Linked DNA regions of Mus musculus: all the other regions are linked to region 3. A link is a contact called in public ChIA-PET and HiChIP or PLAC-seq data. All regions are on one chromosome and are shown on one strand. The core of a region is the stretch at or near the end of the contact, and the rest is flanking DNA. Distances in the headings are between cores, read along the strand shown. Region 1 holds the start of Plagl2 (pleiomorphic adenoma gene-like 2). Region 2 overlaps Hck (hemopoietic cell kinase). Region 3 holds the start of Commd7 (COMM domain containing 7). Region 4 overlaps Pofut1 (protein O-fucosyltransferase 1). Region 5 has its middle 11 kb from the start of Tspyl3.

Region 1 (2,700 bases), core at 194-2,693, 390 kb after region 3:
ACATTTGGCTATCATCAATATGGCAGCCATTCATCCATTCCAGAAACACTGCAAGGCTGAAATGTGCCAGGTACTGTGCTAGATGTTATAATATAAAATCAGAAGGATAAGGTTTCTGTCCTCAAGGCATTCCATTCTAATTCAGGTTAGGAGACACTAAACATGAAAACAAATTCCTTATGGTATATTTTGATGATTGCAAGGGAAAAAATGAAAAGGTTTGGTGACAGGGAGACTCAGGAAATGACAAGTAGAGAGGTCAATGGAGTCCTCTTTGGTGACACGTATGTTGAGACTTCAAGGATGAGAAAGAGTTAGCAGAAATTATAGGAAGGTACTCCGAGAAGAATAGCTCATAGACCTTTATGTCTGTAAGCAATAGAAAGCCGGTTACTATGGCTGTAGCCAGAGGGCCATGGGAGAAGGGGTGTGGAGAAGAGTGGAGCCAATCTTGCAAGGTCAGGCCATCAGATGATGGCCATGGTCAGGAATGCAAGCTACTCAAGGATTGAGAGAAGGGATGGATTATATAATGATGATCCACGACTGCATTTAAGTTGCATCCCTCCGCTGGTTCTTAGGAGTCCTTGGTTATCTTTTATTACCCCAGTTTGAATCATCTTGTACAAATTCTGCACGCACTTAAAAACTTTTTATTGTCTGTCTTCCTAAAATGAAGAATCCTATGAGATTTATCTGTTTCATTCACCACCAGCACAGACAACAGCGCCTGGGACATTAAAAAAAAGGGGGGGGGGCATATAAATTCTTTGCTGAATGAATGCAAGAATTGCCACGAGACAGTGCGGGCAGGTCTTGTCCTACAAACTCCATCTACTGATCTGAGACTGATTAGACCTCGAGTGAGTCACTTAACTTCTCCCATCTGTCGAATGGCAAGTTGAACACCAATGGGTCCTCTGTACCCAGGCAAGTAGGGCAGGGAAGAACACAGGCCCTGCCCCTCTCTGGTGTTCTCCTCTGGACCTGAGAAGTCTCCGGGCGCCTCAGAGAAGTGGCTCCGCCTCCTCCGCCTCAGTTTCTCCGTTTAAGCAGAGGGTTCCGGAGGCCTTACCCATGCAGGGACAGTAGAGCAGGTAACCGGCCAGGTCCCAGGAGCCCGCTGACCGCCCGCGGAGCGGCAGCAACAGCAGCAGAAGCAGGAAAGACGCCCGCAGCAGCAGGTGTGGCGGTGCCCACGCGGCGGCGCCCATGTCGACGGCAGAGCCCCAGAGTGCCACGGCCCGGAGGCGGGGAGGGGGTGGGAGGGAAGAAGAGGCGCGAGTGGCCGCCCCGCTCCCAGTGCTCCCCGCGCGCCGCCCGCGCGCCGGCTGGGCCTCTCTAGCCCGCGGGCGGGCGGGACCATAGAGAGCCCGCGGCACCGCCCCCTCCACGACCCGAGCGCCCGCTCGCGCGGCTCCCACAATGCACCGCACAATGGCCCGACCGCCGCCACTACCGGGGCCTGAGCGGGCCTGGCGGAGCCCGAGCGCGGCCCGGCCCGCAGCGCGGGGTCCCGAGCGCAGTGAGTGCCGGCGAGGGTCCTGGGGGATGGTGGGGAGCGGGGCGGGAGGCCGTCGCGCTGCGCCCACACGCCCGGCTCTCGGAGCGGCGGCGCCCCTCACTTCGGGCCGCCCAGCGCGGTCGCCCACACCCCTGAGTAGGGGCCCCCTTTGCTCTAGCCGGGCCCCCGATAGGCCCCGTAGTGACGAAAACGTTCCCCGGACCTCAGACCTGTGCCCAGGGGACCGGAACAAGCCTTTCAGGCTCCCTCCATTCCTAGACCTGGAAACTCAGCCTGAGGGTCCCCTAGTCTGGACCCCCCAGACTCCCTGGAGACCCAGATAACACGCAGCTAACCTTCCTCGGGATCGCGGTCTGGGGGGCATAGATAAGCTGCACCTGTTCCCACCCTCGGACACGCCTACCCCGACCCACATAACCTTCCTTTTCCTGCTCCAAATAGTCTGCTCTAAGCTCTTTCGTTTTCCAGACTTTCATAAACCTGCTTTCAGGCTTTTCTGCAGTACCTCGGGCCGAAGAACCCAAAATAAAGCCCTAGCTGAAGTTCCCTTCCCAGTGATCATATTGTGGAAAGTTTAGGCATTTTCCTTCGGGAGGGTCCCATTTCTACACCCGTTTGAAATTCAGAGAACTCGCTCTTTCGACCTTTAGAATCTCCCTACCTCTTCCCCCCATGGGGTCTCTTAGAGACTCAAATAACGTGCTCGTAATTCTTTACCGTGCATGCTTGCTCTTCCCACCCCAGATCCTATTAGACTTTTTAGACTTACTATTGAATTCCCGTCTCTTGTCTCCACTCTTTACATCCACCTTCCAATTGTGGGGAGAATTTAACATTTCACACTACAAAATAGGGTAGTCTCTCCGCTGGCCTAAGGGCCAGACTTCCTACAACTTCAGCCCCATGCTTCAGTCCAGCTTGGAACAGATCGGGGTCGCGGGGGGGGGGGGGGGAGGGGGCGGTGGCGCGGTGGCGGGCCGCGTTCCTGGCCGTGTTGGGAGTTGGGGCTTTCACCTGCAAGCATACCGACTCCTGGCTTGTGTGTTTTTCCACCTGTCAGCCTGGGGCTGTGATAAGTCTGGCCTTGGGTTTCTAACCCTCTCCTCTTGGGGGAAAGGCTGCTAAGTTGCGGAGGGGTGGTAGGTGAAAATGAGGCCCGAGTGAGTTGCAGCCAT
Region 2 (2,700 bases), core at 51-2,550, 490 kb after region 3:
AAGAGCCACCAGTGCTCTCAACCACCGAACCATCTCTCCAACCTAGGAGTAGCTCTATTAAGATATATTTTAAAGCCGGGCGTGGTGGCGCACACCTTTAATCCCAGCATTTGGGAGGCAGAGGCAGGAGGATTTCTGAGTTTGAGGCCAGCCTGGTCTACAGAGTGAGTTCCAGGACAGCCAGGGCTACACAGAGAAACCCTGTCTCAAAAAAACAAAACAAAACAAAACAAAACAACAAAACCAAACCAAACCAAACCCCAAGATATATTTTAAAATCTATTGTATGAAATTTTATTTCACCAATAAAGCTGGGGCTAAAAAGAGATATCAAACTTGAAAGCTGCATTTGATTTAGAATATTCTTGCTGTGCGGTTGGTTGCGTGCAGATGCAGAACCCATGGATACAGACTGTTCTTCATATGACGCCAGATTCTCTAGAACTGTAGTTATAGGTGCTTGTGAGCCACCATGTGGGTGCTAGGACTGAATCCAGGATCTCTGGAAGAGCAGCCAGGGCTCTTAACCACTGAGCCATCTCTCCAGGTCCTGGGATAATTTTGTTGGTTGGTTTTTGGTGTGAGGAATAGAACCTGGGGCCTTGTACATGCCAAAGAAGGAATCTACATTTGAGCTACGTCACCATCCATGTAAGTCATCCATTCTTATGTAACAGATAAAGACTTAGTATTCTGAAATGATAACACTGACTATTTATGCTGAGGATCAAACCTGGGACTTCATGTGCGCTGGGCAAGCACACTACTGACTAAGCCATATTCCCCAGCTGCAGGAGTTGCTCTTTCTTTCTTTTTTCTTTCTTTCTTTTTTTTTTTTTTTAAGATTTATTTATTTATTTTATGTATGTGAGTACAGTGTAGCTGTACAGATGGTTGTGAGCCTTCATGTGGTTGTTGGGGATGCTCCTGTCAACTCCGCTAACTCAGTCCCTGCTTGCTCTGGCCCAAAGCTTCATTTACTATTATGCATAAGTACACTGAAGCTGACTTCTAACACACCAGAAGAGGGTGTCAGATCTCATTACAGGTGGTTGTGAGCCACCATGTGGTTGCTGGGATTTGAACTCAGTACCTTCAAAAGAGCAGTCAGTGCTCTTACCCACTGAGTCACTTCTCCAGCCCCCAGGATTTGCTCTTGCTGTAGCTTTTGACTCTTGCTCACCAGCAAAGCTCCAGCTGCTTACATGCTTATACTTTAGTAACAGGCCAGACCATTGTTTCCCAGAAGACCCGACCCACTGAGATGCAAGTGCCCGGCCTTGATTTCCATATGCCTCTGGCATTCAGGGCTCTGAAAGTAGAGCCTCTGCTTAGACTTCCCCGGGATCTGAGCCCCTGGTATTTGCATACTCAAAAGAGCTCTGACCTGGGTCTCCGCCAAGCTCAACCCTAGGTTCAGCCGCAAATTCTCAGTTCCCACTGGGCTGTATGCCACATCCCTTTCATCTGTGCCACTGTCTGGCTCAGGCTGACCAGGCTCAGCCACTTCGTTGCCTTTTTGGCCTTTTGAACAGGCTGTTTCTTTTTGTCTAGAATGCCTTCCTTATCCTCGGCATGTGTGGAATTTCTAACCCCCAAGCTCCTGGAACTGGAGACCTCTTCCTCAGCGAAGCCTTCTCTGATGGCTCCTGGACCAGGCTGTGCATTCCTACAGCACCACTGTCCACCAGGTTTCCCCCCAGAGAGCAGAGAGCAGGAGTTGGTAGAAACTGCCTGTGCATGGAATGTGGCCATGGGGCAGGTGAGAAAGAATGTTAGCCGGCTTTGTACAACGTTGGGAACAGAACCCAGGGTGTGTGCACCCAGGAAAGCTCTGGACGACTGAACCATTTTTGTTTTGCTTATTTATTTTAAATTGGGGTTTTAAGATGTGTCCCAGCGGCTTACATAGCCCCCTTCTCTTTGCTGAATTCTTGCTCTTCAGACTCAGAGCCAGGGCCCTGGGGGGAGGTGGTGGGCCTTTAAGAGAGCCCTTCCTTTAATGCCTGTGGTCTCATCTACAAGTAAACTGCATAAAGCCAGTGGTGTTTGCCATTGTCATTATTGTGGGAGCCACCCCCTCCCTCTAATCAGCCCTGCAGCTTAGGCCAGCTGCAGAGCCTCCCTGGGCTCAGTTTCCTCATCTGAACTTCACTTTTTTTTTTTTTTTTTTTTTTTTTAATGACACACTCTGCAGCTCAAGTCTAGCCTGGCCCTCCTGATCTTCCCTCTGCTTCCTGACTGTTACGATTTCAGTCATTCACCATTGTGCGCAGTTTGTACTTAAATTCTTCATACCTCGATTTCAGGTCTGTAGGACGACGGAATGACAATTACCTTCCTACATTTGCCTGCCAGGACTCTGGGCTTGGCTGCTGTGACTGACTTTGGCCAATAGGGCATTGATAAGTCAGTGCAAACAGAGGCTTACCCACTGCTTGCACCTTGGACAGGTCCCACTTGGAGCTCTGATACTGGGCTGTGAAGAAATACTGAGTGCTGAGAGGCTACACAGGGAGAAGTTGTAAGAATGAACGTCACCTTGGACATGCTCCTCACGCCACCTCAGTGCATAGAGTGCTCCATCTAGCCTGCTATAGTCAGTCCAGAGAATCATGGGAAATATTCAGTGTTATCATTTCAGGCTACTAAGCCTTTATCTGTTACATAAGAATGGATGACTTACATGGATGGTGACGT
Region 3 (2,700 bases), core at 41-2,540:
TTTTTTTGTTTTTCTTTGAGATTGAGTTTCTATGTAGGTCTGGATGGCCTGGAACCCATGGTGTAGACCAGGCTGGCCTCAAACTTACAGAGATCCACCCCTATCTCTGCCTCTTGAATGCTAGGATTAAAGGTGTATACGACCACCTTTCATGTTTTAAGTAATTAAAGTTTTGTGTTGGAACAAGTCATAACTGTCCTTGGTCACCTGCGTCCTGTGAGCTGCACATTCTTAGATATGCTTAGTCTCAGGGTGAAAGCTTTTTATCAATGTTTTCCAAAGGGAAACTTTTCAGAGAAGTGCCAGAAGGACAGCCAATTCTAACCCCAGGTTTCCAGGGTACTCAGGCTAGCAATGCCAGGCACAGCCCTTGCGTAGCACCCAGGGAGTATATACCCCTATTTTCTCAGGTCTAATGAGGGTGAACTCAGCACTCACCCAGTGGCTGCAGAGAACTCAGGCTTGGGTCTTTCCACCTTGCCAGGGATTGAGTTCTGAAGGTGAACGGGCTGGGTACGTGCTCTGAGATTGACCCCAGCTCCGTCATGATTGCCTTGGGTCTCACTATCTCAACCCTTCTGACCACCACCTCGCCCAAGGCTCTCAACATTCCTTAGCTGGATCAAATTCCTCTATTCCAAAGGCTCTCCAAGTGTGGTTCCTGGGAATTAATGGGAAATGTACATTATCCAGCTGTTCCCCAAGCCTTTCTGCTCAGAACTCAGAGATTGGGGGTGGGACCCAGCCATTGGCGGTTTCATGAAATTGTCCAGATGACACTAATGCCTGTCCAAGTCTCAGATCTGCTTCTTCACTCTGGTGTAGACTCTCAGAGGGACACCATAGTCTGGTTTATGCCCTTCCCTGTTATCAGTGCTTGGCCTCTGGTGGGCATTTAGTATTTTCTGGGAGCTTTTGATGTAGCTCAGTGGCATAGTCCTTGCCAAGTCTGTGTGAAGATCCAGAACCAATCCTCCACACCAAATGTATAGAGGAGATAGAAAAAGAAAAATGGTTGATATATTCGATAGGTAGATGTACCCTATGTTTAACAGCAATGGGGTGGACAGCAACCAGCAACTGTGGAAGACCTGTGCTCCAGGCTCTGAGCTCAAAAGTTTGGGGAGGCTGAAAACCGCAGCAGCCACCCTAGATAATACAATTCTGTGAAACTGAGGCTCAGATGGGACAAGTGCTTTATATTCAGGGTCTCCCAGGCAGAGACTTGGAATCTTACTGGGTTGCTCAGAGCGGTTCCTGGAACCCGGCGGTCGCGCGTGCGCTGTCACGAGAACCGCGGCTGGGAGTGTGGCGAAAGTGCGGCTGCGGAAGCGCAGCGAGACCCGGGTGGAGGAAGCGAGCGTCGCTGCCCGGTTGCGGGGTTCCTGGCACCATGGGCCGCCTGCACTGCACGCAGGACCCGGTGCCCGAGGCCGTGCGCGGAGACATGCAGCAGCTGAACCAGCTGGGCGCTCAGGTGGGGCTCGCCTGGACGGGGGCGGGCGGGCTCAGGAATGGGCGGACGCACTCCGGAGGTGGGGACTTAGATTTGTAGGCTCCTAGAGGAGGGAATGAGGGGATTCCAAGCGGCCCCCGGTTTGAATAGATTAGGGAGGGCAAATCGACTGCAAACGGGTTGTGGGTGTCAGTGTGGTCCGGCCTAAGTGGGGCCCTGGGCCTGAGCCGGAAGAGGCTCAGACAGGACCGGTGACCACACCCCTTTCCAATCCAGGAAAGGAACCATGCCTGTTTTGAAGGCCTGGTCCCTGTTGCAGAGCTCCGAATGCCACCTCCTATTCACATTGCAGGAATTGGCCAAGTGAGGGGCGTCTGCACGGAATAAACGGGTGACAGTGGTCCTTGTCAATGCCGGCACTTAGGAGGTGGGACTTAGGATCCAGCTTTCACTAAGTATCTTTTTTGGTTGGTTGGTTGGTTTGGTTTTTTTTTTTTTTTTTTTCCGAGTCAGGATTTGCCCTTGCTGTGCTGGAACTCACTCTGTAGACCAGGCTGGCCTCGAACTCAGAAATCCGCCTGCCTCTGTCTCCCAAGTGCTGGGATTAAAGGTGTGTGCCACCACCGCCCGGCTTGATTAAGTATCTTGTTCAAGCCTCGTCTGAACATCATGAGACCTCCTGTCAAAAAAACATTTAAAATAGATAAATAACCCTTCGTCCCTCAAGATGTTTCCCTGACGGGGTCTTAGCTTCCCAGGAAGTGGGGCCCTCAACCCCAGACACACACAGGCCAGTTTGAAGAATTAAAAACAAACAAACAAACAAACACAGAGTAGTATTCACCTTAACTTCAGCATTTGGAAAGCCAAGGCAGGTCGGTCTCTTAATTCATGAGTTTTAGACTGTCCAGAGCTGCATAGTGAGACCCTATATCAAAATAAGTAAATAACAAAAATAGAATTTATTAGTAGTCCATACCTGTCATTGCCACCTCTTGAAAGAAAGGTGGAAGCAGAAAAATTGCAAAACTGGAACCAGGAATTCACAACCAAATGTCTAACTTCAAAGGCCAGGGAAATGGCTAGATTTTGCTGTTGCCACTGATTTCTGGAAGACTCCTATTTGGAGGGGTTAGAGGAGGAGAAAGAGAGATTCTACTGATTTTTTTTTAAAGGTTATTTCAAAGTATTACATTTTATATGTTGTGGGGGAGGTCAGAGAACAACCTAAGGAAGTGAGCTTT
Region 4 (2,700 bases), core at 197-2,696, 370 kb after region 3:
TACTGCTGTCTTTAGACACACCAGAAGAGGGCATCTGATTCCATTACAGATAAGTTGTAAGCCACCATGTGGTTGCTGGGAATTGAACTTGGGACCTCTGGAAGAACTGTCAGTGCTCTTAACCACTGAGCCATCTCTCTAGTCCTAGACCATTTTCTTAATTAGTGATTGATGTGTGGAAGGTCCAACCTATTATAGGTGGTGCCATCCTTGGGTTGGTGGTCCTGGGTTCTAATATGAAAGCAGGCTGAGTGCCTGGTCTACAAAGTTCCAAGACAGCCAGGGCTATACAGAGAAACCCTGTCTCGAAAAACCAAAAAAAAAAAAAAAGAAAAGAAAGAAAGCAGGCTGAGAAAGCCATGAGGAGCAAGCCAGTAAGCAGCACCCTTCTATGGCCTCAGCATCATCTGCCTCCAGGTTCCTGCTCTGTTTTGAGTTCTTGTCCTGATGTTCTTTAATGATGAAGAGAGATGAGAGATGTGGAAGTGTGAGTCAAACCCTTTCCTCCTCGACTTACTTTTGGCCACAGTGCTTTATTACAGCCCTAGTAAGCCTAACTAAGACATGGGGGTAAACCTCTCTTTACCTGGCTAACACCGCTTACCTTTCCCTTCTCCAATCATGTGGCCCACATTGGGGAAGCCCTCCCTCCCTGTTATGTACCAGGTCAGTGCCCTGTGCTCTACTCTTGGAGCACAGGGCTGTTTGTGGCTCTAACCCCTCAGTGGTTCTCTGTTAACCCTATGTCCTGCTGGACCTGAGCTGAACCTTTGTTGCTCTGCTTAGTCTCAGGGAACTGGGCTTGAACAAGCCTTCACTCACCCTCAGTCTACGCTGTGACCCTGAAGGCAGGACCACCTCTCGTTCACTGAGGTCCCAGCTTAATAATGTGAGGCTCTGCTCTGAACAAAGGTAGGGGGCTGGTGAAGCTGCTCTGTCAGAAAGATGCTTTGCAAGCAAAAAGACCTGAGTTTGATCCCCAGCACTTAGGAAACAGAGAGAGGCTGATCTCCTTGAGTTCAAAGCCTGCCACAGCTGCACAGTGAGACTTTTTTTTTTTAAAGTAAGCTAGCTTAGTGGTGTGTGCTCAAAATGCCAGCAATGGAAAAGGAGACAGGCAGTTCTTGGGACTGGCTGGCTAGACAGCCTAGCCTACTTGCTAAGTTTCAGGTCAATGAGAGATCTTGTTCAAAACAAAAGGGAAACGGTACCCGAAGTTGTCCTCTTACCTCCACACACATACGTCTCTGACATCACACACACACACACACACACACACACACACACACACACACACACGCACGCACACACACGCATGCACACACACGCATGCACACACACGCACACACACATAGTTGTCACACATCAAGAAGGGGAGGAGAGTAACATATAAGCCTACAGGAAGTGGGGCTGAGGAGTGGAGGTGGGGTAGGGTAGGGCAAGAACCCCAGCATAGGAACAGGAAGTAGGCCATAACAAGAGGCTGGAGGCCTAACTAATAAGTGCACCAACCCTCAAGCTCATGAAAACCCCCTGGGACTCTCCACATGTCTCAGCTCCGTGCAGGTGAGGAGGGGTGGGCAGAGTTGCCTGGAAGAGCTCTGTTATTCACCAAGCTTTCTGACACCAGGAACCTTGTTTCCTGGATTGATAAAGACACTATCTTCTAATCTCAGCCAAAAGCCCCCAAACAGTCCCATCCACTCCTGAATTTACCAGCTCTGTCATTCCAGCTGCTGTGGGCCCTGGGACTCCTCAGTTAACTCTGCCCTTCTGGGCAGCCGTCCTCATCCAGAGCACACAGGGGCAGATAGAGTGAGAGGACATTGAGGACTCTCAGCTGATTTTCTATCTAGGAAATGGGCAGGGCAGACCAGCAGGCACTGACCCCATACTTGCTTGCTGGCTGGGGCATCTCTCATGGTTTAGGTGGTGGAGCAAGTGAAAGAACAGAAAGATGCCCCATACATAAGGCCAGTGGCTCCCAATGTCTGCTGCCCCCTTGATTTTAAATATTCATATTAATAAAATACATATTCACCCCTTATTTATTTCTAAATGTCAAGAGTCCTTAGTCAAACTTTGAACCATTTTTACATAATTTCTTTTTTTTTTTTTTTTTTTTTGGAGACAGGGTTTCTCTGTATAGCCTTGGCTGTCCTGGAACTCACTGTGTAGATCAGGCTGGCCTCGAACTCAGAAATCCACCTGCCTCTGCCTCCCAAGTGCTGGGATTAAAGGCGTGCGCCACCACGCCCGGCTTGGGTCACTCATTTTAAAAAATCATCTTTCTACTGTCCTCCTCTTAGGGCTGCTGGCATCTGAGGTCCTCAGTCACCTGGTCTCCCGAATGCTCACTAACTAGTCCCTCGGCCACCACAGAGGCATGCTCACTTTTCACCTGCTGCTCCCTCAACGTAAATATCGGCCAAGCAAATTCTGCTGCTGAGCAGCACTTCCTAAAACACTCACGAAGCACAAGAGGTCTCCCCTTCATTCATTTCTGGTACCAACAAGAGCTAATTTACTGAGCATTATTTTATAGTGGGAAACGTCATCATTTCTTTACAAAATAGATCTTTACAGATGCCGTCGTCGGAGACAGGTGCTTTTCGGATCTACTCTATTGATGAGGAGTCAGCACAAAGGGGTCAGGTAACTTTTCGCAAGGCTACAGAGTGAGTAGACTTTAAGTCCCAA
Region 5 (2,700 bases), core at 37-2,536, 420 kb after region 3:
AGGCAGTGGTGATGCACACCTTTAATCCCAGCACTGGGGAGGCAGAGGCAGGTGGAAATGTGTGAGTTCAAGACCAGCCTGGTCTACAGAGCGAGTTTCAGAACAGCCAGGGCTACACAAGAGAAACCCTGTCTGGAAAACCCAACCAACCAACCAACCAACCAACCAACCAACCAAATCAAGCCAACAACAACAACAAAAACCGAAGCCACATGCAGTGGCATACACCTGTAATCCTTGCACCCCTAAAGGTCAGCTAGCAGGGTGAGACAGGAGGAGCACCGGGAAGCTTTAAGGACTGCCTAGTCTGGAATATGCAACACAGGCACAGAAACAAGAGAGCCCCTGCCTCAACAGGGCAGGAGGCTAGAACCAACTCCGGAAAGTCATTTTGATTTCCACATGTGTCATATTGTTTTCTCTCTTTTTCCTTCCATCCCCTTCCCCCTAATAAATACATAATATTTTAAAAAGCTTCAATGGCAGTGCAGGTGTCTTAGTGACCTCAGAGACAGTGAGCGTGGTGGGACTCTCCAGTGTCTCTGTGGCTGTGGTCTGTGGTGTCGGTCAGTACTGGAGAGTCAGGAAGCTGACTGAGCATTCAGTGAGTGAGCTGTCCCCAGCTGCCAGTCATCCTGTGCACAGTGCCTGGCACTTCCAAGATTGTGCTCAACAGCTCAATTCAGCACTAGCATGCGCATGCATGGTCAGGACCACTGTCTACAGGATGGTGTAAATCTAACAGGAAGAGGAGGGTTGAAAAGCCTTCCCATTGAAGAATGCCCTAGAGGCCTGTGATGGTTTTGATTGTCAATGTGATAGGATCGAGTCTCAGCAGGAGACCAGCCTCCAGCTACATGTGTGAGGGATTATCTAGATTTAGGTTAGCCTCTGGTGGCGTGTCTGTGAGGGGTTATCTAGATTAGGTTAATTGAAGCTGGAAGTCCCACTTTAATTGTGGTTTCAAGGGCTGTGGTCCTGCACTGAACTAGAAGGGAGAAAGGAAGTCTAGTACGAGTACTCAAGAGCTCTCTGCCTCATGACTATGGGTGTCACGTGACCAGCCACCTCACGCTCCTGCTAGGACTTAGTCCTGATGGAATGTATCTCCTCCAACTGCAATGCAGAATAAACCTTCCTCCCCTAAATTGCTTTATCATAGCAACAGGAAGAATAACCACCAGGCCTTAACAGACCACTTCCTGGGTTTCCTCTGCTAAAGCTGCACTTGATGACACAGAGGACACACTGCACATGACACATGACACAAACACAGCAACACAGCCATGTGTACTGTACTAACTGAACACAGGAGACAAGTGGTGACCTCAGCAAGACCTCCCAGTGCTGAGTGGTTAACCCCGTGCCAGCAGAACAGCATTAGTCTGGAATCTACCAAAGAGGTGGCGTGCACGGGTCTGCCTAGTAAAACAGGAAGTCCCTAAAACTGCCTGCAAAACCAGAGCTTTTCCAAAGAGAGCAGAATCATTGAGCAACAATCAACTCCTTGACTAGACCCTACAAACTGGAAACGTCACATATAAACCTCATAGGCTCTTTGGAAGACTCCTGTGTCTCTGCTGCAAAAGAGCAGTGTTGCCGTACCTCATGACACCCTCAGAAGTCCTAGCTGTATTTCTGCCATTTTCTTTCATGTTCTGGTGCCAATGGCTGACTCTTTGGCCCAGCAAATGAGGTTTGTTTTGATGCCGATTGGGGCTTTGCTGTTGATGCTGTGCACTTAGCACCCTAGTCAGTAGGACTCAATCCTTGGCCTGGGTCAGAGGCTTGGTTTTGGAAATCATCATCCTGATGTTGAATTATTAGTGCAGGTACCCAGTAGTCATATCTTGGTAAAGTTCTGTGTAACTTTGAAGCAACTAAAGAACATGTTAAAAGAGCAGCCTTAGTGCAGTCATATGCAGAGGCCAAAGGAGGATGTTAGCGCTATCATTCCCAGCTGTACTCCCTTGAGGCAGGGCCTGGAGACTATCAGCCAGCAATCCTGTTCCTACCTCCTACAGCCCAGGCTGCAGGTGTGTGTGACTAGAGCCAGTTCTTCCCGTGGGCACTGGGGATTTGAAACCAGCCCCTCATGCTTATATACTAAGCATTTAAGCACTGAGCCATCTTCCCAGTCCCAGAAAGCCTTTCCCGGTTAAACTTAGCCTGGAACAAGATGGAACTGAGAGGAGCACTTCTCTCACTTTGCCGATTTTGAACAGGGGCATCTGGAATGAGACTGACTGTAGAGTTAGTGTCGCAGCTGCCCAGGTTCCTAGACTGCTCTTGTCTTTTATACTCGAGAATGTGAAATTTGTATATAAATATAAAAAAAAAAGCTGTAACAAAGTACAGTACTAGCATAAAAACAAATAGAGCTGCAGAACAGAATAGAAATCCAGAAAGAAACCCACTCAGAGAGGAACAACTGACGTCTGTTAAAGGCTTGAAGGCAAAGAACAACAAATGGTAACAGACCAACTAAGCAGACATCTAAGAGTAAAAAAGTGAGCTCAGAGCGCGTCAGCTACAGCTAGCTTCAGGTAAGGTCTGAATGAGGCTCCCAGTGTCCACTTTAATAGATCTGAACTGCAGCCCTAAGGCTGCTATGGCCATCCTTAAGCACTGTGGACACTGGATTCTCCTGTCTGGGCACAGACTCTTGTCCTGCTGGACCAAGAGTAGCATGAACCAGGC

What was found. ChIA-PET counts read pairs in DNA pulled down with a chosen protein or histone mark. HiChIP or PLAC-seq counts read pairs in DNA pulled down with a chosen protein or histone mark.
Region 1: an H3K4me3 HiChIP or PLAC-seq map of pro-B cells shows a contact between it and region 3, with 2.3 times the contacts expected there. The contact joins the promoter of Plagl2 here to the promoter of Commd7 in region 3. A contact is called at or near these places in 10 of 39 promoter capture datasets (the 3T3-L1 cell line, the HPC-7 cell line, cranial neural crest and 6 more), 1 of 484 Hi-C or Micro-C datasets (regulatory T cells), 4 of 115 datasets of contacts at active chromatin or transcription factors (the 230-238 cell line, the SCID.adh cell line, memory CD8 T cells and 1 more) and 1 of 9 other capture datasets (adipose tissue).
Region 2: an H3K27ac HiChIP or PLAC-seq map of microglia shows a contact between it and region 3, with 4 times the contacts expected there. The contact joins the enhancer-like site here to the promoter of Commd7 in region 3. A contact is called at or near these places in 6 of 39 promoter capture datasets (the HPC-7 cell line, embryonic stem cells, hippocampal neurons and 3 more), 1 of 15 datasets of contacts at CTCF or cohesin (embryonic stem cells), 2 of 115 datasets of contacts at active chromatin or transcription factors (microglia and pro-B cells) and 2 of 9 other capture datasets (adipose tissue and liver).
Region 4: a contact with region 3 is called in an RNA polymerase II ChIA-PET map of memory CD8 T cells, with 7 read pairs. The contact joins the enhancer-like site here to the promoter of Commd7 in region 3. A contact is called at or near these places in 3 of 39 promoter capture datasets (fetal liver, hippocampal neurons and pre-B cells), 2 of 115 datasets of contacts at active chromatin or transcription factors (memory CD8 T cells and pancreatic cancer cells) and 1 of 9 other capture datasets (adipose tissue).
Region 5: an RNA polymerase II ChIA-PET map of memory CD8 T cells shows a contact between it and region 3, with 17 read pairs. The contact joins the enhancer-like site here to the promoter of Commd7 in region 3. A contact is called at or near these places in 6 of 39 promoter capture datasets (the 3T3-L1 cell line, cranial neural crest, fetal liver and 3 more), 1 of 484 Hi-C or Micro-C datasets (regulatory T cells), 1 of 115 datasets of contacts at active chromatin or transcription factors (memory CD8 T cells) and 1 of 9 other capture datasets (liver).

What each region holds. Positions count from the first base shown.
Region 1 is chr2:153,240,101-153,242,800 of GRCm38.p6, reverse strand. Plagl2 (pleiomorphic adenoma gene-like 2) reads left to right here and starts at 1,443. Exons shown (of 3, transcript NM_018807.5): 1 at 1,443-1,525. It overlaps Pofut1 (protein O-fucosyltransferase 1), which reads right to left and starts at 1,269. Exons shown (of 7, transcript NM_080463.3): 1 at 1,076-1,269. The coding sequence starts at 1,214.
Region 2 is chr2:153,139,086-153,141,785 of GRCm38.p6, reverse strand. All of the region lies in intron 10 of Hck (hemopoietic cell kinase), which reads right to left. Among named protein-coding and RNA genes, the nearest start is that of Tm9sf4, 21 kb to the left of the region's middle. Within about 2 kb of position 1,300, at least 44 of the 459 cell types and tissues checked have an H3K27ac peak or open chromatin away from gene starts, as enhancers often do. A contact at or near this core is called in microglia and neural stem cells, where this site is marked.
Region 3 is chr2:153,631,371-153,634,070 of GRCm38.p6, reverse strand. Commd7 (COMM domain containing 7) reads left to right here and starts at 1,290. Exons shown (of 9, transcript NM_133850.2): 1 at 1,290-1,477. The coding sequence starts at 1,394.
Region 4 is chr2:153,261,992-153,264,691 of GRCm38.p6, reverse strand. All of the region lies in intron 6 of Pofut1 (protein O-fucosyltransferase 1), which reads right to left. Among named protein-coding and RNA genes, the nearest start is that of Pofut1, 22 kb to the right of the region's middle. Within about 2 kb of position 1,446, at least 78 of the 459 cell types and tissues checked have an H3K27ac peak or open chromatin away from gene starts, as enhancers often do. A contact at or near this core is called in memory CD8 T cells, where this site is marked.
Region 5 is chr2:153,213,552-153,216,251 of GRCm38.p6, reverse strand. No RefSeq gene overlaps it. Among named protein-coding and RNA genes, the nearest start is that of Tspyl3, 11 kb to the left of the region's middle. Within about 2 kb of position 1,286, at least 139 of the 459 cell types and tissues checked have an H3K27ac peak or open chromatin away from gene starts, as enhancers often do. A contact at or near this core is called in hematopoietic stem and progenitor cells, memory CD8 T cells, pre-B cells and 1 more, where this site is marked.